Linked DNA regions of Anas platyrhynchos: region 2 is linked to region 1. Evidence: chromatin contacts called from public Hi-C data. All regions are on one chromosome and are shown on one strand. Each heading gives the region's core, a stretch centred on a gene start, on an enhancer-like site or on the middle of the called end of the contact. The rest is flanking DNA. Distances are from core to core; before and after follow the strand shown. Region 1 holds the start of RAP2B (RAP2B, member of RAS oncogene family). Region 2 overlaps RAP2B (RAP2B, member of RAS oncogene family).

Evidence for each region. Hi-C and Micro-C count contacts between places; a contact is called where the count stands out from the background.
Region 2: a Hi-C map of F1 follicle shows a contact between it and region 1, with 1.6 times the contacts expected there. The contact joins the enhancer-like site here to the promoter of RAP2B in region 1. A contact is called at or near these places in 2 of 8 Hi-C or Micro-C datasets (F1 follicle and F5 follicle).

What each region holds. Positions count from the first base shown.
Region 1 is chr9:921,132-927,258 of IASCAAS_PekinDuck_T2T, reverse strand. RAP2B (RAP2B, member of RAS oncogene family) reads right to left here and starts at 3,116. Exons shown (of 15, transcript XM_072042588.1): 1 at 1-3,116. The coding sequence starts at 2,874. The coding sequence ends at 2,323.
Region 2 is chr9:998,118-1,004,478 of IASCAAS_PekinDuck_T2T, reverse strand. RAP2B (RAP2B, member of RAS oncogene family) reads right to left here. Exons shown (of 15, transcript XM_072042588.1): 7 at 282-6,361. Among named protein-coding and RNA genes, the nearest start is that of ARHGEF26, 55 kb to the left of the region's middle. Within about 2 kb of position 4,983, at least 5 of the 8 cell types and tissues checked have an H3K27ac peak or open chromatin away from gene starts, as enhancers often do. A contact at or near this core is called in F1 follicle and F5 follicle, where this site is marked.

The sequences.
Region 1 (6,127 bases), core at 1,867-4,366:
TTTACCAAGCTGAGTGAGTTGCTTTCAATACACTGATCTGGAGCAAGGCTTGTTAGGTGCTAGAAATATATATATAATCCCACTGAATTTAAGGCAAAATTGGACCATCACAATAGCTGAGACATAAATTTATGGCAAATTGTATTTTTAAAACTTCAGTGCAAGATATGCCTGCAATCAAGCTTTCATCATTTTCAATACAGTATTTTTTGTTAAAAGAAGCCCCTAATATTCAGAACATACTCTTATCCAAATTTTCAGGAGATACTGCATATTGCTAAGATCAATATCCAAGCCCCAACTGGAACACAATATTATCATTTTAATTTCAATCACTGAGGTTTCACTGTTTAGAATTAAGCTAAAACTAAAACCACTCCTTCCAGTGTTGAAGCAGAAAACTTTCCTAGTTAGAAGAGGAAATGATCAGATTTATGGCAGACATCAAGGCGGTTTGTTTTCAGTTGGCCTAATTAAAAAACCTTTACACACCATTGCTTAATTTCTGTTTCCATGTCATATAGATAACTTCAAGTCTTCTTGGGATGCAGAAAAAGAACTGTGGTTTTTTGTGTACTAATCTTTAAAGAAGGGGCTAAGAGAGGAAGGTAATGGAGGTAAACAAACTCCCTAGATCTTCCAAATCACAGAAGGTACAGGTGTCCTCCCACCCCAATCCTTCCTCATTGGAGGGAAGTAGCAATAGTCTTGATGCATAATTTCAAAGAGTTAAAATGTAGCAAGATTAAAAGTTTAAATTTTTAAATAATTGATCTTTAGAATTCTGCTCTTCCTGGTAAACCTGTTCCTAGTAAAGGATAAGTTCCCAACCTTACAAGACGTTTTCCCACTGAGGCCGCGCTACCCTCCTAAAGCTGCCCACTGCCCACAGCGTTCCACGCGCATGCTGGCATCACACAGCCCCAGGACCCAAACACAAATGAAAAGCTGCATCACCAATTGTTATTTTACCCAATATTTAGTAATCTTGGGGCTTGTTTTTTGTCTATTTTTTTTTAAACGCTGTCCTTAGCTAAACCTAGCCCCCCCCCGCCACTTTTGCATCTATTACAATATAAATCGGGATTAACGGCCTATGTGAAAGTGTTTTGTGTAATACATAAAAGCGCACAAAGTTGTTTTCTAAAAAACAGCATTTGTATTAAAATTCTGAAAATGGATAGACATCTCTTAAACGCATGTCTGGAAACAAAATGACAGTTGTTAGAATTTTCTTGGTACATCACAACGTTAAGGTTTCTTTCTTTGCTGGCTGGAGGTACATCCCACACTTAGAAAATAATAAAATATAATAAAATAAAAACTGAAAGAACAAAAAAGCCCACCCCCAAAATCCCAAAAGGCTAAATTCTTGCAAATTTGAAGTAAATGAAGCCCGAACTTGCAAGACATGGAAATTACAGTTAAAAGGCTCAGATGGAAATAAGAAATAAATTCCACTAACAATAGGCCCTTTTGTCCTGGCTTGTTCAGTATGATTACTGAAAGGAAACTGTTAAGTAGTTTTTGGAGTAGTAGATAATGGGATTCTGTGGAGCTTTCACAGGTTGGCACCGGCTGGAACAGCTGAGTTTTGAAGGCACTCTACAGACACAGGGCTGCTGTTGGCCCTGTATCGCATTTAGGAAGTCTTTGCACTTTTTAGAGAGCTAGTCATCAAAATCAGTTATTGCCAACCCAAAAAGAAAAAACCCTAGAAACCAAAACACCGCCGCTCCCACCCGCCAAAGGGCAAAATAAAAACGAAATCACACACACACGCACGCCTAAAAAATTGTGCAGATTTGTAACATTTTCACAGCTGATTAAAGGAAAAAAAAAATAAAACAACACGCTACCACTCTCTGCAAACTCCCATCTGATACAGCAGGTAAACAAAATAGAAAATTATTTCACAAGTGATCAGCAGACGCCTCCCGGCGCCGCACGCCGGTGCCGGTGGCCGTGCGGTGCCCGCTTTGCATAGATCCGCGGCCTCCTCCCGGTCCCGCTGCCCACGGCCGGCTGCGGCAGACACCACAGGGAACACGCGACGGTGGAGACTGGATGAACGTACATGCTGCGAAAAGCCACGTTTCCAACGCGATTTTTTTTTTTAAGTGTTTTTTTTTTTTTTTTTTTTCCTTCCCCCCCGCGGATGCCCGGGGCGCCGCGCCCGCCCCCCGGCCGTGCCGGTGCCGGTGCCCGTGGCGGTGGCGGTGCCGGCGGCGATGCCCGGTGCCGGTGCCCGGTGCTCGGTCCCGGAGCTCGGTGCCGGCCGCCGCGGACCTTTGTTCCCGCAGCCCCGGCCGCCGGCCGCTCTCAGAGGATGGCGCAGGCGGCGCAGCACTGCTCGTCCCCGTTGGGCTGCGAGGCGTAGTTCATCTGCCTGACGATCTCGGCGAAGAGCTCGTCCACCGAGGCTTTGTTTTTGGCCGAGGTCTCCATGAAGGGGCAGCTCCACTCCTCGGCCAGCGCCTTGCCTTCCCCGAAGGAGACCTCCCGCTCGCCCTCCAGGTCCACCTTGTTGCCCACCAGGATCATGGGCACCCGCTCGTACCTCTTGACGCGGATGATCTGGTCCCGCATGGGCTTGATGTCCTGGAAGCTCTGCTGGTTGACCAGGCTGTAGACCAGGATGAAGCCCTGCCCGTTCTTGATGTAGAGGTCCCGCATGGAGGCGAACTGCTCGGTGCCCGCCGTGTCCAGGATCTCCAGCACCGACGGCGAGGAGTCCACCTCGATCTCCTTGCGGTAGAAGTCCTCGATGGTGGGGTCGTACTTCTCGATGAACGAGCCGGTCACGAACTGGACGGTGAGGGCGGACTTGCCCACGCCGCCCGAGCCCAGCACCACCACCTTGTACTCCCGCATGGCTCCCGGCGCGCCGCCTCCCTCGCCTCCCGCTCGGGGCTGCCGCTTCCCTCCCTCCCTCCCTCCCTCCGCCCGCCCTCGCCGGAGGAGGAGGAGGAGGAGGAGGAGGAGGAAGGCGGGCAGGGAGGGGCGCTCCGCGGGGCCCGCCGGGGCGGGCAGGGGCCGGCCGCGCCTCACGGGCCCGCTGCGGGCCAGCCCCGAGCCCGGCAGCGCCGCGCCCCGGGGCCGGGCGGCGGCGGCGAAGGAGGAGGAGGAGGAGGAGGAGCGGGAAGCGCCGAGCGGCCGCGCCCGGCCCCGCCGCCCATGGCGCCCCGCGGCCCGCCCACACGGCCCCGCTCCGCCTCCCCCCGGTGGCGGCGGGGAAGGGGCCGGGGCTGCCCGGCCTGGCCGCCCCTTATCGCCGGGCACGGCCCCGGCAGCGCCCCTGCCGCCCCTATCGGCCCTCCGCAGGGGTCGCCGTGCCCTCGGGGCTGGGCCGGGCACAGGCGAGGCCCTCCCGGGGCCGCTCCCCGCGGTGGTGCCCCCCCGGCCCGGGAGGCTCCGGAGCTGCCCCGTGTCGCTGTTTCGGCGGCCCATGGCCTGCTCAGAGCCATCCCGCCGCGTGGGGTTGAGTCCCGGCGCTGGCTGCTTGCCGCTGTTGGTAGAAGTCACCCTCACATCAATCCGGCATTCCTTTCAATAAAATATCCGCAGTTATTTTTGGCACCCTCTGCTCCTTGCTTTTACACTGTATCCAGTTCTTCACTGTTCTCAGTCTTTCTTCAGATAATTGTGGCGTGTGAGGCCTTTTTATCACACCTTTGTGCTTACAAATCTAGTTTAAACACAGTAGTTGGTGCAACAGGCCTTGGCAGACAAAGACAGAACTATTTGAAATAAACTGCAAGCAGCATTCTCTTACTACCAGACAGTTCTCACACAGCTACATTCCGATTAAATTATTTTTGCCAGAATTCACTATGGGGATTTGCTCTGCTGGGTCTGGCTGCGCTGCATCTCCAGTGATCCTCAGGGGAGAGCTGCGACTCTGGCAATCCCATCCCTGCAGGAGCTTCAATGACACCCCTGTGCTGTTTGTGTGGGTCTTTGCAATGAAACATCTCCCCGTGAGGACAAAAGCTGTGTTCTGCCAGCCCGGCTGTGGGGCTGCTGACAGTTCCAGCCGTTTGTGCTGAGGACACCCGCGCCCACGGCTTGCTGTGACTGCAGATAAAGGGTGTCGCAGTCACTCAGGGTGGAAGAGAAGTGGCGGGCCACAACTTCCTTAAACGCATCGTGTAGCTGCAGCCTGGCACGCTCCGCGTTTGTTTTGTAGGTGTAGGTCATGCCCTGTGCCTGTCTCTGCCGAGTCCCCAGACAGGCTGCCGGTGTGCCAGGCCTCCTCCGCCTGGTTCCTCCCGGGTGCAGTCTTCTTGCCCGTCGGCAAAGTGTCACCTGCAGGCTGACCCTCAGCTAGGTCGCTGCACAGAGCTCTACAGATCAACCAGTGAATGTTTTACGTGATATTGAATCCCGAGGACTGGGCTTCGGCTGCCTTTCTGTTCTAGACTCTACCTACCGCATTACCCTTAACTTGTGACAAACCTAAGGCCATTTTATTCCAGAGGACTTTGAAAAAGTGACATACTCCTCTGTGAGCACCTCTAACTGCATGTTCCCGAATGAGCCTCGACCACTGCTCACCTCCTGCATGGACATGCAGAAATGTTGGTTTTGGAAACAAACTAACTGAGCCCGGAATGAGGCTTTTAATCCCCACCTCTCCCTGTTCCTCATTTCGCTGTCTGTATGACTCCCCCTTCTAGAGGTACTCCAGAGGTGGGGCTAGCACATCTAATCCTCACAGCGCACTTCCACCTTCAGCTAAGCCAGCCAAAACCAGTCATCAACCAGCCATTGTTTGAAAAGTTATCTTTAAAAGCAGCTACAAAAATTGGTTGAAAGTCTACAGTATCACTGAGAAAATACAGTATTTTCTTGTTCTGCTGACATACTTTGCTTGCGCTACTCTAAGGTTTTGGGTACCATACAGATTTGTTTACCTCCATCACCTCTACAGCATCCCACATGTAAATTACTTACACTGCACTTTCCACTGACATGGCAGCAGAAGATTTTGTAAAGACCAGACAATTGTAACGTTGGCTTAAATCCAATCCATTTAATCACAATTCACTGTTGAATCATTTGTTTATTTCAGGGACAGAATAAAATTTCAGTATATGTATTTTTTTCATTCTTCGTGATGCTGTTCATTGCTGTCATTTCTGAGGGAAATGTTTTATGTTCAAAGCAAAAACTGGTCTTTATGCTGTTGACATCTTGAAAATGTCAAAGTAGAAATCATCTTAAAAGTATAAATTTGGTTACTAAGTAGTTTACCATGCAATATTTACATATATAACTAGCTTTTATTGTGTTGAGTAAACCTGCTCATTATTTGTGTGAGTAGTTTTACCGAATGATTATTTCTCTGCGTAATTTAGAAAGATCAAGTCATGAACTTTTCCTGTTATAGTTGCCTTTGCCCATACATGTACCAGCACCTTAAAACTATAAAGCATTGTTGGTCACTCTTTTTTCTTTTCCCCAAAATGAATTTCATTAATTATAGTAAAAGACTAAACTTTTGTAGTTTAAATCAACAGCATGTATGATATCAAAGGTTTCAGTACCATGAATGTTCATCTGTGTCTGGTAACATCAAGATTTGGCACTATGAAAACAGGTGAAGATCTTCTGGTGTTACTAGAGGGACTTCCTAGCCAGGTCCTCTGGTACTCTCTCAAAAGACTCATAGCCAAACCACTTACAGCCATGGGATTAGGCCCAGGCAAGGTCAATGTTAGCAAGGGGGTGTGTAACCTTTGAGCTGATTAAGTGCAACTGAGCTTGTTTAGGATGAATATTTTATAGAAAAACTGTGCTATACCTGGGGAACAGAAAAACGATGCGAAGAGTGGGCTAAGTTGCAAGATATGTCCTGCTTTGCTAGAATCTGTACATTTGTGAATTTCAGAAAGCCTGAGCTCTGTCAGTGAAACAAAGCTAGAACCTGTCGGAAGTGTGTGGCTTTCCTTAAAACAGACCCTGTGAAAGTATGCTTAGAATTAGTTGAGTGTGCATGGACATGATTTTATTTGAAACTCTATAATGCCGGGGAAGTGGCAAAGAGATGATAGCCTTTATTTAGATTTTCTTTGACTTCAGTTAGTGGCTATTCATTTAAATCATTTTTATTAATACATCAGAA
Region 2 (6,361 bases), core at 3,734-6,233, 75 kb before region 1:
GCATCACTCGTACTTGGATCTAGGTTGCTAGATCTCAGGTTTAAGGTCACTTTTAAAGAACAAAAGATACATGTTGCATTCAATTCAGAAATGAAAACTGCTTTCCTTTATCTCTAAAAGTGACATAAAGAAAGACTACTCTATCTGCACATTAAGAAAATGTCAAAACGTTCCCCAAAGGTATCCAAATTAACATGTATGTAAATGATCTGTCACTTTGATTGCTGATAACAGTCAGTGTGTGCACAGCACTAAGTAGTTCAAGAAGAGATATGACTTACACTTTGTTATGTTGGGAGTAAGGGCAAGCCTTAGAAATAAATGCCATGTTTGCAAGCAGTCCTCAGTCTCCAGCCCCGGGGTTAGGCTGTGAATCATTCTTCCTTCTTCCCAGTTCACTTTCAGATACCGATCCAGACCCCAGGCTAGGAGGACGTGTCACTGCCTTGCAGCACATTATATGACTTTAGAATAGATTCTCCTTTGGTGAATGCTTTAGCTGTTCTCAAGAAAATCAGTTTCAAAGGACCATTTAAACACCATCTGGACAACAGGTTTATTCACAAAATATGCAAACCTATAACCATTAAATAGTAATGCAGCCAAGACAGGGGATTAATTAACTAAAAGCATTATTTCCTTTCTAATATACACACAATCTTGCATTTTTCTTAAAGCTCCCCACTGTGGAAATTCTGCAGCATTGCCATATGAGAGTTTATTATCATAAACTCTTTCAAAAGCCTTTGTTTTCAGGAAAGAATCAGCTCTGAATATAACACTGCTTCCAGGCACAATGAAAACCTCAGCAGGAAAAGGGTCCTGCAGTGCTCTGAATAAACATCTTGGTGCATGTCCTCTGTATATACGCAGCATGCAATACACAGTTGCTACCTCATATTTCCAATATGCCTGGAAGTTATTGCTTAAACAAAATAGCGTTAGTAAGAACACGCAGTTCCCAAGGGGGATATTCTGACACCCACAGTGCTGCTCATGAATGGGGCTATTACCATGGAAAACAAGCTTCAGCTTTTAAAATTCAATATTGATTTATGGTTCAGACTGTTATTATAGCATGCAGCAAAACATAAAAAGCCCCTAACTTTTTTAGTATTTAAGCCCCTTGAAGGAAGACCTTTATCTGCTCTGGACCTCAAACGAGCATCCTCTCTGAGAACGCAGTTTGATCGCATTGTGTTCGGGTTAAGGTCCTGCCATTCGCCCTTTCAGACCCTAACTGTAGGCAGGCTTAACAGTCCAGACTCCAATTATCAGAAGGAGAATGTAATTCTCCTACTTATTATCACATCTTCCTCTAAAAATTCAGAACGTACAACCAGGGTTGCCCAGAACCAGAGCCACCCATTTGCCAAATTTTTTCCCTTTGAATGGATGAGTACATTTTAATCCTATGCTGTATTTGTGCTCCTACAAACCCTAGGAAAGGCAACCAGCTCCTTCATTCAAAATGCAGCCTTCATTCTGAACCTAATAGCAATCGCTACCATAATCATATATTGATTTTAATTTGTAATGGACAGAAAATTCACCTAATGCAAATATACATCTCTGTCAAATTTTATTTTCTTCTTCCTAATTCCCTTTCCAATTAAATATATGCACATTGGCATTAACAGAGAAAGGTCTGGTGGCAGAAAACTGAAGTTTAATCATGTATTATTGAATTCCTAAGCCAGAGATGTGTGAAACCTTTCCTGTTAAACTTGGCCTTCTGGAGAGCAGAGAGCAGCGGGGCCTCCTGGCCAGCCAACCCACTGCTGCATGGCCACGCTGAACATGCATGGGATGAACGGGTGACAGGAAGAAAAATACCTGGTTCATTAAGGGCAAAAATTATATGGACACCACTGATGAAACGCTAACCATAAATCTTTTGTAATATGCCTGTATTTTCAGTTGAATGTAACTTTACCAAATGCTAACCATCTATGCTAAAGCTCCTCATGTTAGACACTGGGGTTCAGCAGTGGACAGAGAGCATTAACAGATAGATGGATAAAACAGGTATCAGAGATGGGTCAAGCTTTATGAAAGCTTTTTAGAAGAAAATCATGTTTCACATATGGTTGAGTTTTTTCATCGGTAAGGATGTAGCACAGACAATAAAGTGTTTGAGCTTTTTCAGAATGCTTTTCTTGAGATCCCTCAGCAAAGATTCTCAAGGAGCCTAGTCTGTCACGCAAGATGAAACGTAAAAAATTGTAACTCTTGCTTTTCACTTAAGAGAAAGCTGTTCTCTAAGGGTGAAAACAAACACAGAATGATTTTGTTTCAAAGAAGTTGTTCCTACTAGCTTTCACAATTTTGAAACCTTAATAGCCATATGATGGGTAATACCAACTTGCAATGGCAAAAGGGTTTAGGATCAAGGCGTGCGTCTGTCCTGTATCAAACTACTGATCGTTGTCTTTATTTTTTTACTGGAATTGCAGCTGTCCTGATTTTTTTCTGAACTCTCGCTGACAGTGGGAGCAGTATTTTCTGCAAACACCTGAGAGAGGCTCCTAGTCAGTGCCACCCAGCAGTCACAGTTAGCATATACTTCCATTTTCATGTGATTCGTCTGTTTAGAAACTCGCATGTGCAAACCTTGCATGTGGCACAGCTCCATCACCATCTGTTCCAATGTCTCCAGAGCACAGACAGCAAGGAGCTCTGACAACTGAAGCTGGAACATACGGAGAGGTTTTAGTGCTAGTTATTATATGAAAGCAGGCCTAGGAAAGAGGGTGAGATAGTTTGGACTGTCCTTTCACATTAACTTGGGTATCTTCTGATGCTTTGGTTGAGTAAATTGAGTGCTAAGTTTAAAATTCAGCAAAAAGAAAATAAATCCTCTAAGTTTCCCTAAGGAAACAAAACATGTTTTCAAGTTTTCCCTTGGAAGGGAAGGGAGGAAGACAAACAGAGCAAGAGCTACTAGCTATAATGCTCAAATATGTAGTTTCAAATTATTTTGGCACAGGAAACTGTTTTAACAGTTCCAGAACATTCAGACTGTGTAGTGTGGAGATCTCCTGCCCTACCTGCACATCTGCCTTTAGCAGAGGAGAAAGGTTGGGCCGTATCTCTGGGCCATCATCCTGCTTTCCGGCCTCTGGAGCCAGCTCATGGCTGCACACAGAAGTAGAATAATTTAGGTCAGAAGGGACGTCTGGAGGTCATCTAGCACAACCCCTTGCTCAGGGCCATCTGAACCAGTTATTTTCCTTGGGCAGTTATCGGTGACACAAACAACAAACACAGCACGCGCTGTTCCTTACCACACACCCAACGTGGGAGCCCAGCCCCACTCTCGCAGTTAGGGGTTGGAAAGTGGAGCTGATGCACACTGAATACAAATTCACCCTTACAGAGCGTGTGGTGGAGTCTCCTTGGTACCCTGCTGAAGATCACGTTTGTTCCTGAACAATCACTCGGCGATGTTCCTTCAAGTGTTGAGCTTGAGAAGCATCAGAGCAGGGTGAATATGCTTTAATGTGAGAGAGCAATTTATTAGATTTTTCAGAGCTTCTTCCACAGCTGTGACAAAAACACTGTGTGGATTCACCTAGAAAAGACATGAGCTGGCAGTAAAACCATTGTTTAAATAAAGTCTTTTTTCTTATTTTTTTTTTCTTTTACAGTGACCACTGCTATCTCAACAATTATCCCGAAGCTTCCTAAAGAATAAATCCCTTTTAGTTCAGCTGGTACATATGCTGATTTCACAGCACATAATTATGCAGGAAAATGTCCTCATAAGGATATTCAATAACAATATTTTGTGGCCATTTCATATTTTTCAGCCATGTTCTCAAGTGCTTTACAAAGGTAAGCAAATCTCTGTGCACACAAAGATGACAGAATGAGCCCAAGGAATGCACGCACTGGGCTGCATGAGGGCCATCAGTGGTGGCAGAGGAGGGTAAGTGGGGGGGGAATGCTGGGGGTGGCAAGGAAAGCCAGGCAGCAAATGGCCATGGGCACGGCATCCCCATTAGCATCTGACAGCTTGGAACAAGCTTTCGTTTTCTCCACAAAAACGCTGCACTTAGCAGAGAACTGCACTCCAACCAATGTGCAGGATCTGTTCCAGCACAAAACAGATACGAAAACAGACAGAAAGGTCTGCTGTGCACTCCAAGTACCTATGCATCTGATCACTGCTCTTAAGTTCAGCCAAACCCACTGGGAACAAGAGAGCAGTGAAAAAACTGTCAGTATTTAAAAACTCCTGGAACGGCTCCATTTTTTAATCATTTCTAAGCTCCAAGTAAGCAAGAAAGGGCAAATGAACAGCTCTGACAACGTTCTGACTGACAACGTGTTAACATTTTTAAAGCACTCCTGGGGTGCTTTCCAAGCAGGTTTTGGGAGGTGGGAGCAGCGATCAGAGCGCGGCGCGTGCAGCCGGCAGCGCTGCTGGATGGCGTCTCGGCAGCTTCGGCAGCACTGAACGTTCTTTCATTTGCACAAACTCCAACAATCTGTCTCGGAAGAAGCAGCTCCAGGATGTTGCGACAGGAAGGAAATGTACTCTGTAAATGCTGGATTGTCCTGTGGAACTGCGAGATGCTGCATCTGAAGAAAACTAATTAGCAAATGCTTAAGATGCATGTCTAAGGACCAGGATTGATGTGCCCCGAAACACAGAAAGCTGATAAAGTTGAAATTGCAACAAGACATATGTCTGTTACCCTGTCCATTACTAAAGTCATCTCACACATCAGCTGGCTTTTATGATTGCTTTCCATCACCTACACGTCAGTGATGGAACAGCACTGGTATGCCAGAAATGCGATTCAAGAATGAGAAATGGGTCGAGTTTGGAGTAATGTTCACTTATACAGGAACAATCAGCCCCAGACAGTTCATTCCTGCAGCACGCCAGGAGCCTTGAAACAAGGCCTCGGAGCTTATCAGGCTCCCACACCTTATCAGGCACCCGCAGCAGCGCGGTCTGTCAGGAAATGCAGTCATGGATTCAGCCGGGAGCACAAGCGCGCGGGCTCCTCTGACAGCAGGCGGTAAGTCAGACCTCGGTGTGTCACAGCAGCACTTGTGTCAGGCAGAGGGCCACAACAGGAAAAAACAATGGACTTGGGAGAAAACTTTCATGCGGGACCTGTACACTGATCCACTGCCATAATGCTCTGCCGCTTCCTGCAATAGCGAGGCACCAGCTGTGTGTGCTGGTTACTAACACAAAAAGCTGGCTCTTCGGCTTAATGCACACACTAGATCGAGCTGCTTAACCACCACCGAACACTTACACCAGATTATTCAAATGGCATGCAAATCCCTCACCTGAAGAGCTCAACTTTCCTAATATTTGGACCGCCATGAATTCAGGTGGCTCAACTTTGAGCACATTCATTCAAAACAGAAGGTATTCTTCCACACAGCTGTATTAACATGGAAACACTATTTATCAAGAGCCTTATGCTGTTTCATATTGGGATTTCAAACCCAGTGTTAACAAAACCAGGATGACCTCCTTACCTTTTCAAAAATAAAATAAAACAACAGTGCTCATATTAGAAACTCATTTTGCAATGGCGTTAAGTGATCCTCTGAGCAGGGCCTGAGGTCTGCACCCCACTGTCCTAGGCTTCTGCTCAGCTTGGCATGGCTTTTGCAGCCCTTGCCTTGCAGCATTTTATGGTTGCCTCATGTCCTTACTTGTCATGTCTAAAAGACATCTTTCCTACTGAAGCAGAAAAGCTTTGGAATCACTTGAGAATCAGAATCTGATGTGTAAATAGTAATTTCAAGGGGCAAGTAGGGCAACTATGAGCATTGTGAAGAACATTTTCCCATCCTTTACAGCTGCTTATTTAACTGAGAGATACACCCAGTGGCAGAACAGCAATGTGCTACCTGAGTGACACCTAACGTTACTTGCACAGGACGCTGGTGTGCCAGAATGTGGCTGTGCAGAGCACTGTGTGGAAATCCAGACTACATTTTATTGGTTGATTATAATTGCAATTGAGATAATGAATGAAGTGAGCAGTCAGTCACATCTACAACAGCTAGCAGACAACAGCTAAGAGAGAACTGACAAATCTAATACACTGGTAGAAAATGGTGCCAAAGCAATAAAGATGCCAGCACAAAACGAGAAAAGTCAGTCCTGGACCCACAATTTGCTCTGTTAAGTTAGAGAGTACCACGAAAAAGTACCAGGATGTCACATCTTTACACTTTATTCAGTGGAAACCTGAAAAGAAGAAAGCCTGCAGGGTTAGAAACCTAAGTCAGGGTGGGTGGGGATGGCAGATGTCTGGAAGGGAGCCTTGCAGAAAGCTTGGCACTCGTCCCGGGCTGGCAGCTCGGGCGCTGCGGCGGGAGG